2 separate regions of the Mus musculus genome follow, and region 2 is linked to region 1. Evidence: chromatin contacts called from public promoter capture Hi-C data. All regions are on one chromosome and are shown on one strand. The core of a region is the stretch at or near the end of the contact, and the rest is flanking DNA. Distances in the headings are between cores, read along the strand shown. Region 1 holds the start of Creg2 (cellular repressor of E1A-stimulated genes 2). Region 2 overlaps Map4k4 (mitogen-activated protein kinase kinase kinase kinase 4).

The links. Promoter capture Hi-C pulls out the DNA fragments that hold promoters and counts their contacts.
Region 2: a promoter capture Hi-C map of trophoblast stem cells shows a contact between it and region 1, with 3 times the contacts expected there. The contact joins the enhancer-like site here to the promoter of Creg2 in region 1. A contact is called at or near these places in 12 of 39 promoter capture datasets (the C10 cell line, the HPC-7 cell line, embryonic stem cells and 6 more), 4 of 484 Hi-C or Micro-C datasets (cerebral cortex, embryonic stem cells and uterus), 6 of 115 datasets of contacts at active chromatin or transcription factors (bone marrow-derived macrophages, cardiomyocytes, craniofacial prominence and 3 more) and 4 of 9 other capture datasets (adipose tissue, bone marrow-derived macrophages, embryonic stem cells and 1 more).

The regions. Positions count from the first base shown.
Region 1 is chr1:39,649,498-39,652,612 of GRCm38.p6, reverse strand. It overlaps Creg2 (cellular repressor of E1A-stimulated genes 2), which reads left to right and starts at 1,431. Exons shown (of 4, transcript NM_170597.4): 1 at 1,431-2,107. The coding sequence starts at 1,673. D930019O06Rik (a long non-coding RNA gene) reads right to left here and starts at 1,145. Exons shown (of 2, transcript XR_001778897.2): 1 at 344-1,145.
Region 2 is chr1:39,943,078-39,946,192 of GRCm38.p6, reverse strand. All of the region lies in intron 2 of Map4k4 (mitogen-activated protein kinase kinase kinase kinase 4), which reads right to left. Among named protein-coding and RNA genes, the nearest start is that of Map4k4, 44 kb to the right of the region's middle. RefSeq lists an enhancer at 1-583. Within about 2 kb of position 1,667, at least 107 of the 459 cell types and tissues checked have an H3K27ac peak or open chromatin away from gene starts, as enhancers often do. A contact at or near this core is called in the HPC-7 cell line, bone marrow-derived macrophages, cerebral cortex and 2 more, where this site is marked.

The DNA of each region.
Region 1 (3,115 bases), core at 182-2,681:
CGTCTTTTTCCTCTGAGGATAAGCTCTCCCCTGAAACTAGAGATGTCAGGCTTGACACCCAAACCCCGGTGGGGGAGATGTAACCGTCCCCATTTTGTAGAGGCAACAGTGACATGCCACTATCCCACAATCAGAACATGATAGGACAAGATCTGGATTATTTTTAATTTGTATTTCAGGGAGGAGGAGTTGTTGGTTTTTATGGTGGATCTTGAGGTGGTGTCTCATGTAGTCTAGGCTGGTCTCAAATTTGCTTACCTAGCTAAGTCTGACCTTGAACTCCTGAATCTCCTGCCTCCACCTGTCGAGTGCTAGGATAGATAACAGGTGTGTGCCATCATACCTGGCTGCAGTGTGTAGTATTTCCATGACTCCCCATTGTGCCTCTCAAGACCATGGAACACATCTTTCCCCTAAACAGGGGATAAGAGGGTCTGTGAAGCTGGGGAGAGAGCAGCAGCCGATAACAGCAGAAGCCATGAGAGTAAACAAGATGTCTTGGGGAGAAACTGAAGACACCATCAATGTTTCAAAGCAGACGGAGAGCAGAGAAGGGGTTGTGGGGTGGGGGGTGGGGAGGGGAGAGAGAGAGAAAGAGCAGCCAGGGGCATCCAGGGAGAGACAAGAAGTTCCCATGCAAAGAGAAAGAGACCAGCTGTGTTCACAGCTGACATCCAGGCATCCAGGAAGAGTCACAGGAGTTTCACAGCAGGGCACAGTGAAGACATGTAGGAAAAACTCAAATCCCATTTCAAGATACTTTCTTATAGAACCAGTTAGTGCAGGACTCTTGCATTTTAGGAATATAAGCGATAGAAAATATTCCATGGTGGGACAAAGACTGGATATCATAAGAACAGGTAAGAAATTATAATTACTTTGAAGTTATTTTGATATCTATTAAACTTCTTACTGGAACAAGATGGTTTTTAAAATACGCTATTAAGCCGGGCAGAGGTGGCACACGCCTTTAATCCCAGCATTTGGGAGGCAGAGGCAGGCAGATTTCTGAGTTCGAGGCTAGCCTGGTCTACAGAGTGAGTTCCAGGACAGCCAGGGATATACAGAGAAACCCCGTCTCGAAAAAAAACAAAAACAAAAACAAAAAAACAAAAAAAAAAAACAAAAAACAAAAAACAAAACAAAACACCCAACAACAATAAAGTTCTATTAGTCTGTGTCGCTAACCGCAGGACACTGCTGACTGGGTGAGTGATGGAAGATGTGGGTGTATTGTGGTTCCCGGTTCTGCGGAGGTGATGGGGTGCAATAACTGAGCCTGGTGATGCCCTTCTTGTTGGCTCAGAGAAGTTAATCAGCTTGGTAGAGTCGCACAGCTGACGAGCGGAGGAGTGCATTGAGCCTGAGCTGTGAACGCCCACCCTCTGGCTGCAAAACGCTTGCCATCCTGCGGAAAACCAAGACACGCGTGGACTCTGCGCCCAGCAGCGGCGGTGGACGCAGGGGACTCTGGTCGTGCAGCAGACTTCGCTTCTTACGGGAGTGTAAGGCAATAGGGAACCCCGGCCCCCGGACTGATTGGAGACCCTCAACCCGGGAATCCTATCACGAGGAGAAGGGTTCCGACGCACGCTCCGCCGCAGGGGGGCGCCCCTGGCTGGCCGCTGCTTGGTCAGTGGTCCCCGCCACAGGGCGCGTCGCCTCCAAGAAGATGTCGCTGTCCGGCAGGGAGCGTCCTGCTTGGCCAGGGAGTCGCCTGTCCTGGTTGCTATGCTGCAGCGCCCTGTTGTCCCCAGCCGCCGGCTACGTGATCGTGAGCTCCGTGTCCTGGGCTGTCACCAACGAGGTAGATGAGGAGCTGGACAGTGCATCCACTGAGGAGGCGCTGCCCGCGCTGCTGGAGGACTCGAGTAGCATCTGGCAGCAGAGCTTTCCGGCCTCGGCGCACAAGGAGGACACGCACCTGCGACCTCGGGGCTCCGCCCGCGCCAGGCCCGCACCGGCCGCGCGTGGCATGTTCTCCTACCGGCGGGAGAGCGGCTCATCTGAGGCATCCCCTGGCCCCAGGGTGCATGCCGGCACCGCCCGCTCCCTAGCCCACGCTAGCTCCTGGGGCTGTCTGGCCACTGTGTCCACCCACGAAAAGGTAAGCCAGAGGTCGGGACGCGGGGGCGGTGCGCGTCTCCCTTCCAGGACGCAGGGCGACTCCGGTTTCACAGGTTCATAGGCTGTGAATGCCCTGTGAATAACGGAACCAGCGTGTGCATGGGTCGGTCCATCTGGCCAAGTGCATGTGAGTGGGGAGGAAGGAGAAGCTGGGAAACAGTCTCGTGGTTAGTGATTGAATCCCTGTGTACTAAAATGGCCAAAGAGATGATCAGATAAACAGTGACAAGCTGGAAACCTGGAACGTAGGCAGGATCGCTTTTGGAATCACAGATGAGGCGCATCCAGCTCCCAGCTCCCTGCAGGCTCCGACAGTCCTGCAGACAGACTCTGGCACCGCCTCCCACACCAAGTGGGTGTGGAAGAGGAACGCCATCCACACTCCGGTAGACATTTACACTTTAAAAAAAAATGGAACTCAGGTTTTTTAGAAAGAGGGCTTAAGCAAAAGGTAACAGCTGGAGGAGCTGTTTCAGCTGCAGTTCGTCTCTTTCGATCCACAAAACTGTATTCACATTTTATCCTGCTTCCTTCCACCCAGAATGGCATGGAGAGGGGCCGAGGCTCTGTATTCCCTAAGAATAGCCTCCAGAAAGCTTCTAGTCCTGTCTGGTAAACAGAGCTGTGGGCCCAGCCCCTGTTGAATCTGTGCAGGGAAGGGCTTTGTTATGTATCCCGCGGTGTGGGAGTCTGGTTCTTGCCACAGCTCTGGGTCTCACTAACCCCAGCTTGGCCAAAACATCTACAAAACTAAGAAATTCGGTGGGCAGAGCTTGAAAGTTCTTTCTTCTTCTTCTTCAAAAATTATCTAATGACAACTTTATCCTAATAATGGCAATGATCTTGTTCTCTTTCTACATCTGAGTCTAAGCCAGTTCTGTATTCCCAGGGTTCAAAGACTTTTTACACGTTTAACATATACCTTAGAGAATACAGACTTTAAGTATGAAGCTAATCTCTAGGTTTACAACAAATCAGTTCAGACAAT
Region 2 (3,115 bases), core at 418-2,917, 290 kb before region 1:
AGGAAAAGCATCTAAGGCCAAGCTATAGGAACCTCAGGACAAAGGATGCCAAGGAAACAGTGGGGAGTCAACTTGAGACCTGGGGGAGCTTTATATAGACACTGAGGAGAAGACAAAAAGCATCATGGTATCCTCAAGTCTCTCTGTACCATCCCTTTTTCAAAAAGGATGTAAGACAGCATTATCGCCACAACCACAACACACAAAACATCTGATTTACCATGTTCCAAGACAATGAGTTCTACCATCAAATCCACTGTTACATGGCAGACTGTTTTTATAAAGTTTTATTTTCCCATTTAAAATACTCAATGATCTGCCGGGCAGTGGTGGTGCACACCTTTAATCCCATCACTTGGGAGGCAGAGGCAGGCGGATTTCTGAGTAACAAAAAAATAAAAAATAAAAATAAAAAATAAATACTCAATGATCGGTTACTAGAACTGTACATTTGATTTACTGAATTAAAATTCTGGAATGAATTTTACACTTTGATTTTTATTATTTGCAAACAACAGATCATTATGCTGTAGATATGACCTACTCCCTACAGTTTTTATTACTTGCTAGGATGGTGTTCTCACAGACACAGAAACATAGTTTATTTGCAATGTTTCTGAAACTTGTAACAAGTATTCTAGAACTGCCAAGTGAGGATGATCTAAAAATAGGTTAATAGGTCATTATTCCAAAAGCACTCACAAAATAATACCCACAGCAACGAGTTTCTGACGTCACTTAACTTCATGAACTACTGCTGAAGGTTCCTTAGGCCTAAGCTTTCCGCTCATGTACCTTCTATCTCAAAGCTACACACAAATCCTTGTGCAGTGCTCTCAACAACTGAGACCTCAGAAGCTAAGCAAGCCCTGCATCTGTGTTCTCCATGAAATAAAATACAAAACTCACTACCTATGGAGGTATGCCTACAGCTTCAACAACACCTGGATAAAGTCAGTGCTAACACCAAGCTGCAGGCCTAAGGGATAAACAAGGCAGCCCTGTGACAAAGAGGATCACAAAGCACAAAGGACAGGGGCGTGGGGTCCCTCCTGACACTAGCACTACAAATGCCACTCCCACCGACCTTTAACCACTGAAGGATAAGTACTGATTTCCCCAGCTACAAACAAGAACAGGCTGGTCTATATTGCGTCTCCTCAGTTTCCAGATGTGATGTCAGCTACAGCTTATATTTAGGCCTATAATGAAACCTCGCAGGAGGGTCTGAGAAGCAGCACTTAGGGTCTATGATTTATTTTAAGATCAGAGTCTTCATGACCTCCTGAGGCAAAGATGGGTCAAACACAAAGAGAGGGGCATCCGCTGTTCTCATGATGTACAGGCAGAAAGCTGGCACGCCTTTCTACTGAGCAGATGCTCACCTCATTGAGCATCCTCAGCAACAAAAGGAAACTCGACTCTCTATCCCTTACACACACACACACACACACACACACACACACACACACACACCACCTCACAGAACAAAACAAGGCGACAAACACCACCTCCCCAAGACCAGCAACACTGAGGGTATTGCTATACTCCACGTGCCCAGAAATGCAACAGCAGTGCAGAGCCACTGTTCCCCAGCTCTATGAATAAGGCTCACTAGGACAGCCACTTCACAGCACAGCCAAGTGAAGAGGAACTGTAGCACTGGCTGGGTTTACTTCCTGCCCCTAGGCAGTCAACTAGGAAAAAATGCTAACTGTCAGTTAAGATGTGTGTACATATGACTCAAAGCCCCAAAATGCTCACAATGCCAATATTTTCACTCCCAACAAAAATGGTGGGTTATATTTTAATATTCCTTTCTTACTGTACAGAACTAAGAGCAGGCACAGTCAAATCTTCAGTGACAGCTCATAATGAAAAGGCCAATGGCCAATGAGAAAGCAAAGGTGGATGTATGAATGCACAAGGTTCTGTCAAGTTCTCTCAGATAGTTCTCCTTCCTCAGAGAGTATCCCTCACAGTAGTAACTAACAGCTTATTAATAAAAACATCCTTAAAAGTACTTTAAGGGAAGTGGGCGATGTGGAAGAAACCGTGTTTACTGGCCACGAAGGTGGGAAACAAGGAAAGGATGAAATGCAGCCGACTTCCATTATCCCTTTTACCAAACTCAGAACTCAGATATGGCTAAGCCTTCCTGCTGCACAGCTACATGGCCAGCATTCCTGCAACAGGCAGTTCTTAATGCAAACACAAATGCCCGTATACACATTTTGTCCTGTGCAACACGGACCCCGATCCCAGAAGAAGCCAAACTCAGCTACTGACTGTAAGGATGAAGAATACACTAGGGACCAGAAGCCAGGTCTGGGAGACATGATGCCCTTCAGCTCCTCCAATAGTGTCCTAGGCCCACCCAACACTAGCTGTGCAGACTTTCCCTCCTGCAGAGTCCTAAAAATGGAAAATGGGAGGGTGGGAGACAAACAGTGAAGAAGACAGGACAGTCTTCTTGCCAGGCTGAAGCACTTACTTTTAGTCCCTAGTCCTGGCCATGTGAATTCAATCTTTATGACAGACAGAAAGCCTTTACTAGGAAACCTACAAGAAATCTTTTAGGAAATTTTAGGCCAGAATACAAGAATTTTTCACTCTACTTAAAAAATACATATATATCAAAACAAATTCCATTTTTAGAAAGCATTTGACAAAATCTTGTCACTTTGTTAATCAAGATTCACAAATCTAGCACAGGCAAATTCCTCATTAACTTTTCTAAGCTAATACAAGATGGGGGGGTGGGGGGGGGACTAGCTGTCCATACCCTCAACTACCTCAATAGGTTACTCTAAACAGATAAAAAAAAAAGTACATTTTACCCTGCTGCTCGCTCTTATGACAACACACAACTCGGTAGTTATTCTCTGTCAATGTCACTGTATTATGTGGCCTCTTCTGGGTTTCTTTCCAACCCTCTTGAAAATGAATAAAGTAAGAGGCTCTCCCTCTCTTCCCACCACTGAGCCGCTGCTGAATGCTGCTGAATGCGCAAACACGGTGCTGTTTTTAGCGCCAGCCAAATGCCAGCCTCATTCTCCCACAGCACCCTCCTCGGGCTCTAATTCACTCTGCTTAGTGCAAACGTAAATCAACA